2 separate regions of the Rattus norvegicus genome follow, and region 1 is linked to region 2. A link is a contact called in public Hi-C data. All regions are on one chromosome and are shown on one strand. The core of a region is the stretch at or near the end of the contact, and the rest is flanking DNA. Distances in the headings are between cores, read along the strand shown.

The links. Hi-C and Micro-C count contacts between places; a contact is called where the count stands out from the background.
Region 1: a Hi-C map of kidney shows a contact between it and region 2, with 2.6 times the contacts expected there. The contact joins the promoter of Sap18 here to the promoter of Xpo4 in region 2. A contact is called at or near these places in 4 of 12 Hi-C or Micro-C datasets (the A7r5 cell line, Schwann cells, kidney and 1 more).

The regions. Positions count from the first base shown.
Region 1 is chr15:36,056,206-36,062,721 of GRCr8, reverse strand. It overlaps Sap18 (Sin3A associated protein 18), which reads right to left and starts at 3,938. Exons shown (of 4, transcript NM_001033685.2): 1 at 3,807-3,938; 2 at 3,569-3,678; 3 at 364-486; 4 at 1-29. The coding sequence starts at 3,935.
Region 2 is chr15:35,918,618-35,924,759 of GRCr8, reverse strand. It overlaps Xpo4 (exportin 4), which reads left to right and starts at 1,498. Exons shown (of 23, transcript NM_001395629.1): 1 at 1,498-1,580. The coding sequence starts at 1,512.

The sequences.
Region 1 (6,516 bases), core at 2,689-5,188, 140 kb before region 2:
CAGACATGGTGCTGCCAATCTCTTTAACTCTGCAGGAAAGAAAGCCAACAGTTAATGGACTAGCACTGCATCAACAGAACAGTACAGACTATATAAAGAACAAGATGATTTCCCATGATGAATCCAGAGTTTAAGCACTATATTCAAGTTAAGCCAGATCTGAATATAAGCCTATACAGACACCACTACTGCCACTAAAGACAGACGCTAAAGGGATTATCCCAAAGCCAGGCACGGTGACATGTGCCTGTAATACTAGCACCGCGCATCGTATCAGAAAGAGAATATATGTGCGCTACTAGGGGAGGGAACCTGACTCGCAAAATGCAGAAATAACAGGAATTCACGTCACAAGTCACCTACCGATATCCAGGTCTTTTAAGATCCATAAAAACAATTGCAAAATTGAAGTGCGTGCCCTTCTTTCTGGCTTCTGGGTAGACTTCCTTTACTAAACTAGTCAGTTCTTTCAAGGTTGCATCCATCCTGAAGTTTTTGAAGAGATAATTATGATTAATAAACACTAGTGTAGCAGGGGCATTAAAAACAAGCAAGTTGTATGTCCTTGAGTCGTTCGTAGCCCAGTGATTCACACTGTATGACTTGTGGCTGGCAAGATGGCCTAGCAGAGCAGTCAGTCTGCTGCACAGTCCTGGCACCTGTGTCAACCCAGAAAGGGTCAAAAGGAGAGAACCAACTTCCACAGTTGTCTTCTGACCTTCCTCAAGCATCTCATGGCATGTGCGCAAATACACACATACACACCCCTAATAACAACAAAGAAAAATTGCTTTGAATATTTCCCCTGCTGTCCGCAGTGTGGAAAAACATTAATAAATTACAGAATCCTGCTACAAGGGCTTAAGGAGAGCCCCACATGCCTTGTTCCGAGACTACATAACATCATCTGGCTCAGTCCAAATTATTCAACTACACAAAATAAACTATCTTCTAAGGTACACGCTCTGCCATACATTTCGGCATCTAAAAGTGGAATGCATCCTAGGACCAATGTGCTGGGACAGCATCTTCATAAGGATATGTAATGTCTTCTCTCAGAATCTTAATGATGGAGGCAAGGCAAGTCGGCTGCTTATGGGCGGAAGTGCTTGCTGACAGCCTGACAACTGCCTCCCAAACTGTCCTCTGACCTCCACTCCCATAGGCCACATATACACCCAAAACAAATGTGCCAGTGAGATGGCTCAGCAGGTAGTCGCCGACTGTCCTGAGTTCAATCCCCAAAACTCTCAAGTAAACGTGGAGAGAAATATTCCAAAAGATGTCCTCTGACTAAGGGGTATGGCACTTACACAATTCACATACAACACAAAATAACAATAGAAACAACAAAATGTTTTACAAAAAAAAAAAAAAAGTTTTTTTTTTTTTTAAATGACTGAATCCTAAAGCCAAGGACATGAAATTTTAAGACAAACTTCAGGCTGCTTTTACAACTTAAGTCATTATTAACTTAAAAATACACATATGAACTCAAAACTAAATATAGGCCCTCGTGCTTATACAGCACAATCTAGAGCAAAGTAACTGAAAATGTAAACCTTTAGCCTAGTTCACGGTTACACTGGTGTTGCCAACAACAGGAGGTAAGTGGAATGCAAAGTATAAACCTGAAACAGTTCTGTGCCAAGCGCTGGGAAAAACAGTAGAACCTAGAAAGACACTTCAGAATGAGAACACTGATGGGACTGAACCAAGGAGAGAACCGCAGAGCCCACTGCATGTTTGCTGTGAACAGCGTATCTCCACGCCAGCCTACTCAGCACACGAGTGAAAATACCCAGGAGGACCTTTCAGATAGGTATTTCTCACTATCCCTGTGACAAAACGCAATCTCTCAGACACAGGAGCACTGAGTTCAACTCCAAGCACCAACATCGAAGCTCACGACCATTTGTAACTCCAGCTCCAGAGATCTGACACCCACTTCTGACCTCAGTAGACACCAGGCGTTTATATGTGCACACACATATGTATGAAAGTAAAACACCCATGTCCATAGACATAAAAATAAGTTAAAATTTGAAAGATATAATACCAAAACTGACACAAAAATATATAGTTCACAGTATGCATAGTTCAAGTAAAATCTTATTTTTTCAGAACTGTATGTAGTTCATTGTGGAACCAAATAAGTTGTAAAACTTCAGAGAAAAAGACAGTTACTTTCTTTTTTTTTTTTTTTTTTTGACAGTTACTTTCTTATGTAATTATGCAGCTAAATTTTACTTAGCCAGAATTCCTATTCTATTCCACAATTAACTCTCACGTTTTGCATTTTGCCCCTAGTGAATGTCAATGCTGGCATAAACTCTGGAGTGATATAATTCTGAGTTTCTTTTGAGGCAACTTTTAAAGTAAAGAAGCTTTTCTAGACTGGGTTGCCCTGGCAGAGGGCTGGCTCTCACAGGGAGAGTCCCAAGAGCAGATGCTGTAGGGTGTGGACAATAAACACTACAACAGTCTTTAAAGTAAAAAACTTTACCGTTCCAAGATTTTGACATCCATGTGGCTCTGGAACAATCTCTCCAAACAGATAACCCTCTCTGGAAAGCTGAGCTCACCTTATAGAAAAGCAGTTCTTGATATCATCGAGATGTAAGGAAAGTCCTGGCAAGCTGCAAAACTTATTTGTTGAGATACAGAGAATTGTAGTATTGAGAAAGTGGCTTACATCAGGCTGTTAAAAGTTCTCCCTTATAAATTCAACCACTAGCTCGTGTTTTGGGGCTGGGGTGGGGTTGTTTGTCTGTTTTCTGAGACAAGGACTCTTCGAGTCTGACTGGCCTCAAACTCAAGAGGTCCGCTTGCAATAGGAAATTACCGTTTGCTTAAAAGGTGCAGAGTTCCTGGTTGTGAAGTGTGTGAAAAGGTTTAAGAAGAAGACCTTCGAGGTTGGGGATTTAGCTCAGTGGTAGAGCACTTGCCTAGCAAGCGCAAGGCCCTGGGTTCGGTCCCCAGCTCCGAGAAAAAAAAAGAAAAAAGAAAACCTTCAAAAGTTTTAAGTGGCCAATTATGTGTTGTATATCTTACCACCGCAACAACAACAACAACAAAAATATATTAAAGTTAGCCTTTGCTGCTTTCCCAAAGCCATCAGTGTCAACCGGACACAATACGAAGGACAAGCGGGTAACGGTCCTAGCTGAGTGGGCAGCAAGGCAGGTACTCGGAGATAAAACACTTGGACAGCCGTTTTCACTGAGCACACACCAAACGCGTTTACACCGAGGGCCGGAGCAGAAAGGACTCGGGTGTGATGGTGCTTTTTAATATTTTGGTGCTACCAGACTTGAGGCTTCCTATTGCCTACGCTCCGAGAACATAATATACTCAACAGCCGACTCCCAGTCATCTACCATCTTCTCTGCCGCATTTTAAACTACGTATCATTCTGTACCAGGAGGCCACACGGTGAGAGCAAGACCGGTGAGTTCACTGTAACCTAACGTTTCACCCCACTCCTAAATGCGTTACACGGCGAGTAAGGCCGCCCTGTCAGTCCCTGAGGGCGCAGCCCGCAAGGCGCCGGGCCCGCGCGGCTCACCAGGTGTAGATCTGCAGCTCGCTCGAAGGCACGTTCCCGCGGGAGAACTCGTCCATTCGGTGGTGGCGGCCGTTGTTGGTGGTGAAGACCCGCAGCAGCAGCGGGCAGGTCTGGAAAGAAGCGGGGAGTCAGCCTCTGGCGCGCCATTTGGCCTTCCCGCCCACCCGTCCGCAGGCCGCGCCCGCCCGCCCGCCAGCCGGCCCGCCGCCTCTGCTCCGCAGCCGCCCGCGACCCGCACCTTCTCGCGGTCGATCGGCTTCTCCGGCTCCTTCTTAATTTCCTCCTGGGTAACGCGCGATTCCACCGCCATCTTCCTCCTTCGGCCCGGGAGACGCTCGCCCTGACCTCCGACCCCTGCGGCGAGCATGAGCTAGTCGTCTCTCGCGAGGAAAGGAGCGAGATTTTATAGCGGACGAGTGGCAGGGCGGGGCGTCGCTCGGCGCAAGCGCACTTTCTTATGTGTGTGGCCACACGCGCGCCGGCGCGTACGTGTTGCCCTGGGAGAGGGGCGGGACGGACGCATGCGCAATGGTCTACAGGCGTCTGTGGGGGGGGGGGAAACTTGTTTTGTTTTTTTTTTTTTTTTTCTTCTTTTTTTCGGAGCTGGGGACCGAACCCAGGGCCTTGCGCTTGCGCTAGCTAGGCAAGCGCTCTACCACTGAGCTAAATCCCCAACCCCAAGTCTTGTTTTCTTACACGTTCACTGTCCAAGTAAGCGTAACGTGACATTTTCATGCGTAATGATGAAAATGTGTAGCGAAGACGAAAAGCTTAAGAATATTCACACGACATGTAAAAATATGAACAAGGTAGTCATAGTGATGACAAACCGACTGGACTGATTTTATATGGACCGCTAAGGTAGACAGGTACTGCAAGGCCTGCAGCCAAATGATACCATTTCCGTAGGTGATGGGGTGAAACCATCTGTTTTGGGGCTGTGATGAACTGGGCTCTTTTTACGTAAAGCGAAATACAAGAGAAGCAAACCCAGTTGCGTGGTGGTACATTCCTTTAACCCCAGCATTCTGGAGGCAGGACAGGTGGATCTCTGTGAGTTCAAGGCCAACCTGGTCTACAGAGTGTCAGGACAGTCAGGGCTATGTAGAAAGAGCCTGTTTCAAGACAAAAACAAAACCTAAAAAAGTACTAGTGGGAAAGACTGATAGGAAAAAAAACAAAACAAAACAAAACCTTCACAATATGCTATAGAGAGTAAAACATTAACCCCACAGCTCCATTTTAAAGCAGTCGCTTTAAAAAAGAATCTAAACTAACAATACGCACATAATGTTCTGAATCTCACTACTGATCCATAGAGTTTGTTAAAGATCTGGTGACTGCTTTTAACAGATTGCTTTAAAAACAAGTCGGATGTAGCGTATGGACAAAAGATAGAACTGACGATAGTGGTTATAGGCCTTGACACTTCTGTGCTCTGGTGAGAAGGCAAGCTGAACACACACTTCGGATTCTCTAGGGTTATTTGATAGTCCTTACAATCCCTTCTTGCTGCTTAGACTCTAGAGACAATCTTTGCTAGGAGAATATTCAGAGGTGTCATGAGAATAGTCTTCACTTGCTATTCTTACAGAGGACCAGGTAACAGTTCTCTGCTTTTGTGGTATTTTGGTGAAGGATGTGGCTGCTTTTTGCCCTGTCTGAAGCATTTACCTGAGTCTGAGGTAAAGAGAAATGTGTTAATTGCATTGACAAAGAAAGTCTCAAAAAAGCCCAGCAGACACTTTGTTCTCTGTTTAAGTCTCTTGAAGAGTGTTTTAAGCAAGCATAGCAAGCTTAGAAAGGAAAAATATAAAATATATGGTATTAAAGGGGCACCAGGAAGTGAAATAGAGCTGAATCCTATTCTAGGAAATAGCAGATTAGGGGGTTTGGGGGGCATGATCCTACCCAGCTAAGTTTAGAACCAGACATGGTTGTACATACCTTTAGTCCCAGGAGACAAAGCCAAACATCTCTGAGTTCTAGGCCAGCCTGGGACAAACTAGTGAAGAAAAGCTTAACTCCAGATATGGTGGACCATACATTTAATCCCAGCATCACAGGAGACAGAGCCACCCAGATCTCTCAGTCGATCTACAGAGCTAGTTCCAGGAAAGCCAAGCATAGGCAGTGAGAGAGTTGGAAAACAGAAATAATAGAACAAGGGGACCTGGGGGAGGATGTTCCAGCCCCAGGAAGCAGCAGAACTCAGCAGCTTGGGCCATGTGGCCCTGGCTTTAGAGTCCAGAATAGAAGGGACCACTAGGACAACTGACGCTGGTGAGCTGGAGCTAAGAAATTAGTGTGATTAAGAAGAGACCAGCATCACTGAGGTGAAATCTTCTGGGAGGTGTTTTCTGGGAGCACAAAGAAGCTGTGTTCCAGAGATAGCCAAGGTTGTACCTCGTGCTGCAGCTGGACTTGGTAATGTGTAAGAATTACCCAGGTGATACTGGTTTTGAAGGCATGAAGGGGTCATGAAGAGCAGCTGAGGCTTGGCACTGTGAGAGGCCAGGGAAGGTCATTGGTGAAGGTGCAGCCTCAGTTGTAGTTGACAGCCCAGGACTGAAGGGATCAGGCAAAGGATTTGTGGCTCAGTCCCATGAAGAGAGCCCATGAGAGGCTATTGGTGAAGCCTAGCTGTAGCAGAAGACCCCAGAGTACTGGAGATGCCAGTACCATGGAATGACCACCAAGAACAGCAGTGGCAGTAGAATGGATCATCCTGAGCTTAGAGTGCTACAGAGGACATGCTAGACATGTGACACCAGCCCTTTGGAGGAGCTCAGAAGAGCATGTGTGGATCCCAGGCATTGGAACAAGAAGCTGTAACATTGAAGCTGCCTTAAAGACTCCAAGATTTTTGAGATGCCAGAGCCATAGGATATCTCCTGAGAAATGTTGCTAACAGGAAGTGGAACCAGCCCAGGAGAAGAAGTTTGTTG
Region 2 (6,142 bases), core at 249-2,748:
GGAAAAACACCATTAACAGCATTTTAACCAACTTTGCCATCTGGCAATGAAATGAAAGGCACTTTACTTCTCAAGCACTAAAACATATCACTAATTTACTCTCTCAAAACTACAGATGTGAAAAAACTCCAAACCAAACAAACAAAAACCAAAATACAACTGGTCATGCCTTTAATGCCAGCACAGAGGAGGCAGAGGCAGGTGGATCTTTGTGTTTGAGGCTGGCCTGGTCTACAGCGTGAATAGAAAAGTCCTGTTTTTGTTTTTGTTTAAAAGGCTCCGAGGGTGGGTGGGGTGAAGAGAAGAAATTACATCTGTTTCAATAGTGATGCAATTCTGGGGGCTAGATGGCTTACTGGTTAAAAGCACTGGCTGCAACTCCAGGGGACTCAGGGTCAATTCCCAGCACCCACAGGCAGCTTTCAACTGTCTATAACTCCAGTTCCCGGGGATCTGACACTCTCACACAGACATGCACACAAAACTCCAATGCACATAAAGTTAAAAATAAATCATTTAAAAATTAATGCAATTCTATTTCTGAGACACAAAACCTCAAAAGCGGGCTGGGTAGACTTACAAATCTCTGGGAAAACCAGGAAGACTTCAACAGAAGGAACTCACAAACGTGGATTTACCCCCAGAAAGCAGAACAGGCGATCAACAAAACTCAGAAAAGGAAGATGTCAGGTCGAAACAATAAAATGCTTCAACTAGACTACCTCTTTTGAACATTGAACTAGCTAAATGCCAGGTTCACCTCCCTGGACGTAGACTTACAAAAACAAAACCCTAAAGAACGGGAGAGAAGACAGCGCGTTGCAGTTACTGCAACGCACCTTTTCTCGCAGATTCTGTACTTAGCATTGCTATTATAACTTCTGAAGCACAAAGCTGTCGACAGCTGAGCTCTTACTGGATTCAGGAAGCCAGGTGATTAAGGAGAGGATTTCAATCAAGAAAACCAGGCGAGCCACCCTCGGATGCCCCTTCCTCACAGCAGAAGGAACCACGGAGCAGGAGGCACGAAACGCTGATTCTGGCCGTAGGCGCACCTTTAGGAGAGCGCTTCCAAGGCTAAGAAATCCTGCTCCACGATGGACAGCCTACGCTAGCGAAAAGAGCACGGCAGGACAGCCGCACCGTAACCGGCAGCTACAGGGCTGCGCGGCTTGGATCCAGGACCGCGCGGCCCGCACGCAGCAGGGAACCACGCATGCGCAGAGCCCAGAGCCGCGCGGGATGCCCGGCCACGGCTGACAGAGCCAACCGCCCGGCCTCGCCCGGTGCCGGCTGCCGCCGCTCTCATTCCAGCGCCGCGACCGGGATCACGCTTGTCTCCTCTCAGCTGCTCAGGACTCGGCGGTCCCGTCAGGCCGCTGAGGGCGCGACGCCGACGGCGGCTGCGACAGCCCCGGAGGCGCGAGAGGCGCCGGGGTCGCAGCGGCGATTGGCCGGCTGCGGCGCCTGCTCCCATAATGCAGCGCATGGCGCGTCATTGAAGAGAGACCATGATGGCGGCGGCGCTGGGGCCCCCAGAAGTGATCGCTCAGCTGGAGAACGCGGCCAAAGTTCTGATGGTGAGGACGCCGGGCCGGGAGAACCGCGGGATCAGTGGGACTCCGGCTGGCTCTCCCGGGTCAGGCCTGCTGTCCGCTGGGTTGGTGGCCGGGAAGGGCCTTGGGATGAACCCTGAAGTGGAGATGGTGGTGGCGTGGCGTAGGTTTCTCCATCCTACTTTCCTCCTTCTTGGTTCTTTACTTTCTAGTGCTGTGTACTTCCCTGACCGCCTTGTTTCTCAGCCTGGCATTGGGGTGTAGTGGTGTAAGATGGAGAGTTTCCTGTGCCCCCAGCTTCGCTTTATACCGCGCTGGACAGACTGGGTAGCAGAGCAAGCAAGGCACGGGATGAACCCCGCAGGACTTGGGTCAGGGAACATTCTTGGGACTGTGTGCATGACGCTGGGGAGTTGATTCTGTTAGGGGAGGGATGGCATAGTCTGGGTGCTGTTAGCAACCCTGGTTCCCTTGTGCACCGGGTCCCCTAGCTCTTTGCCTGACATGCAGGCAGTTCTGGGTAACCGCAGCAGGCGGCACGTGGACGGACCGGCAGGAGGGAGGGAGGCTAATCTTTAGGACCAAGGTCGTTGGGGCAAAACTTGGTTCAAGACTGAGCTCCTTGTGGGTTTCGCGTTTTGGAAAACTGACTCTGTGGTACTCATTAGCTGAAGTCTTAACAACTACCACTAAATAGTTTGATGAAGGTGTTTGAGCAGGACGAGTCCGAATTATAAACAATATTCTACACAGGGAGCAAAAGTAAGGATAAACTATGTTCAGTTACTCAATAAACTGTGTGTCTTAATGCTTGCTGGCTCAGCTTGATTTCTTTCTTTCATTCATTTTTTTTTTTGGTTGTAAATTATATGACGACTGCATTTGTAGATTTTTTTTTTAACGTAGAGGTTTATTACTTGAAATGACTTAGACTTTTTAACAACTTTTCCCCACATCTTTTTTTTTTTTTTTTTTTCCGGAGCTGAGGACCGAACCCAGGGCCTTGTGCTTGCTAGGCAAGCGCTCTACCACTGTGCTAAATCCCCAACCCGACTTTTTAACAACTAAATGCAGCCAGATTTTTTTTTTTAATCTGAACTTTATTACTTTAAGGGTAGTGTTAAGGATTGTTCTGGAGCATCATATTTAGATATTTTAGTTAAGACCTGGAGAGACGGCTCAGTAGTTAAGAGTACATGCTGCTCTTCCAGAGGACCTGAGCAGTTTCCCAGGACCTATGTCTGGTTCAGCCAATTTGTAACTCCAGTTCCAGGGGCATCTGCACTGACATGCATGTACCCATATTCATAATTAAAATTAATGTTAAAACATTTAAAAAACAATATTTGAGCCAATTCCAGAGTAGTTATTAGTACTACCCATTAAGTTTTGTCTTCACATACAATGTCAGATGCTTTGGCTTTTAGAAAGTGAGAAGAGGGGCTGGGAAGTTGGCTCAGGGGTTAAAGAGCACTTGTCCCTTTAGCCAGGACCTTGCTCAGTACACGTGATTTACAACGGTCCCTGACTCCAGTTTCAGAGTATCTGATGACCTCCTCAGGCCATGCAGATAAAACACATAAATCTTTTAAAAGTATGGAGTAAAAACTTAAGTTTAATAAAAGTTTACCAAAATCCTCAAATACAGCACCCCTGAAAATACCAGATTTCCTAGGGGATAGGGTACTGTTTTTAATTAGATTCTGGATCCAAAGAACAGTGCTCCAGTGTTTAAGTTGATAGGTCAGTTGATGGTGTTTAGCATTAGCCTGATGGAACTTAGTATTTGTGATTGGCAATGTATCGTTTCTCTTCCTGGTAAGGCTAATTTTTATCAACTGTTTAGAGATGGGTAAGAAAAATGATACTACTGTTGTGTTGAGTGCTAGAGTTTGGGTTCTATATTATGAGGCCTGTAGTAGCTTTGCACTGTCGAGAGAAACAGGTTCAAAGCAGTAGGTCACGAGAAATGTAGTGATGAAACTGATCCATTGCTTAGTTCACCAGATTCCCATTTCAGAATTTAGAATTCAGGCTAGGTTAGAACTCATTATGTTTGTAGCCCATGCTGGCCTTGACATTTTTGTGGTCCTGCTTCAGGCTTCAGTGCTGCATCACAGGCATGAGCTACAATCCTATCACTTTTTTTAAAAAAGATTTATTTATGTGAATACACTGTCGGCTGTCTTTGTTCACACCAGAAGAGGGCATCAGATCCCATTACAGATGGTTGTGAGCCACCATGTGGTTGCTGGGAATTGAACTCAGGACCTCTGGAAGAGCAGTCGGTGCTCCTAACTGCTGAGCCATCTCTCCAGCCCAGTCCTATAAATTTTTAACTGTTAATTTTTAGTTCAACATGTTATTTCTTTTTTTTTTTTTTTTTTTTTTTTTTTTTTTTTTTTTCGGAGCTGGGGACCGAACCCAGGGCCTTGCGCTTCCTAGGCAAGCGCTCTACCACTGAGCTAAATCCCCAACCCCCAACATGTTATTTCTTAATATGGTCCTTTTAAGGTTATGGAGTAAGATGTCAAGCACGAAGTATTATAACAGACCTATAGGGTGACAGATATATATAAAAGCTTAGTGAAATGGGTCACTGGGTAAAGGTTCTTGCCACCAAGCCTGTGTATGACCTGAGTTGGATCCCCAAAACCACGTGGTAGGAAAAAGATTTTTGTCTGAAAGGTATTAATAGGGGATGTTTTCTGTAAACACTGCTTGCTAGGAAATACATTTAAAGGTAGATGAGCTAGAATGGTCAAGGGCTATTGTAAGTTAGTCATGATAACCAAGTAAAGTTAGATAACTTTCTGAAAACCTTGTGGAAATGGGAAGCTGTTGTTTTGTTTTGAGACGGTCTTATTTTGTAATCTCAGCTAGCTTGGAATGCCCTGGGTAGATAAGTGGCCTGCCTCTGCCTCCAAGTGCTGGAATTAAAGTGTATACCACTGCACTCAATGGGGGAAAAGGGTTTTGTGTTGAGACAGGGCCTGTCCTGGAACTTGCTCTGTGGTCCATTCTAGCCTTGAATTTTCTGTCTCCTTGCCTCAGCCTCCTGAGTGCTAGGGTTATAGGTATGTACCACCTTGCCTGGAGAAGTATTTAAATACACGTCCCAAATTTGCTTGAGGATGGTAGCTGTTTTACAGAGTAAAACCAGTGCTAATATCCTATGCTAACATTCTCTTCATTGAGAGCTTTTTTGGCTTCAAATTTAATCATATTACCTAAATGTAGTCTTAAAACTTGATATCGAAAATACATATTATATCACAAATTATAGCAAAAATACTGGACTGTATTATTTTAAAGTAAATCAATATACAAATATTTCTCACCCCATTTCCTCTTCTTATGTAATCTGCACAACAGTTTAAATATTTTCCTTTTCCACTGGCTTTTACAATACATTTTATGGTTTTTCCTACTTTATTTATTCATTCATTTTTTTCATCAATGATGATATACTATGAGAATTATCCCTGACTTGTCCTAGCAATACCATTCTGAACAGTAACAACTCAAGCTATACAGAAGTATGGACTATGAGGGCAATTACAAATTCCCTGAGCTGTTCCTGCCACTCTTCAGCAATGGCTGTTTCTCCAGTCTCCATGTGGAACATCTCTAGCATTAGAAAAACATACATACAGGCCTACCTGCTATGGTAGCTAGAGCACTTAGGAAGCAGAAGAAGGAGAATCTCTGTGTTGGGACTAGTCTAGAGAGTTCTAGGACAGCCAAGGCTACAATGTAGGAGGACCCTGTTCCTAAGAACTAAAATAAAAAAACAGCAAACAAAAAATATATCAGGAAGAATACCCAAGAACTTAACCAAGAAAATAACCAAGAACTTTTTTGTTTTTAATTTTAAGACAGGGTCTCTATACAATCCTGTCCTGTCCTGTCCTGGAACTCACTACATAGACTAGGCTCACCTTGAACTTAACAGAGATCCACCTGCCTCTGCTTCCCAAGTAAGTGGTGGGATTAAAGGCATGCACCACCACACCTGTCCACCAAGAATATTTTTAAAGCAAAAATGAAGGGTCTTCAGACTCGACATGCCACTTACTAAAGTGTGCATAGAAACTACACTAACTGAACTGTGGGTGCACCGGCATGGAAGGAGTAGAATGTTGTAACAGGATTATCCAAAGCAAGTAATACGCTGGCGCTTTAAACCGTCAACATGAGGGGAATAGACTCTGCTGGTAGAAGTATAAAATAGGACAAATTATGATAAAAGGTTTGCATTGAGTTCCAGAAGCCTTAAAAATTCGTAAATTTTTTTCTCCTGCATTTATTCAGTCTATACAAGTAAACTGGTATTCTATGATAGTTAATGAAATTTTATGGAATTAAAAAATGTAGATCTGGGGGGAGGGGAGAAAAAAAGAAAAAATGTAGATCTAATAATATGCAGTGGGTGTTTTTTGAGGGGAGGGCACAGTTTGAGACCAGATCATTTTATGTAGCCCTGGATAGATCAGGCTGTTGCAGATTCACAGAGATCTCTGTGTGCCACCACGCCCAGCCTGATTTTTTTTTTTAGATTTATTTATTTATTTATTTATTTATTT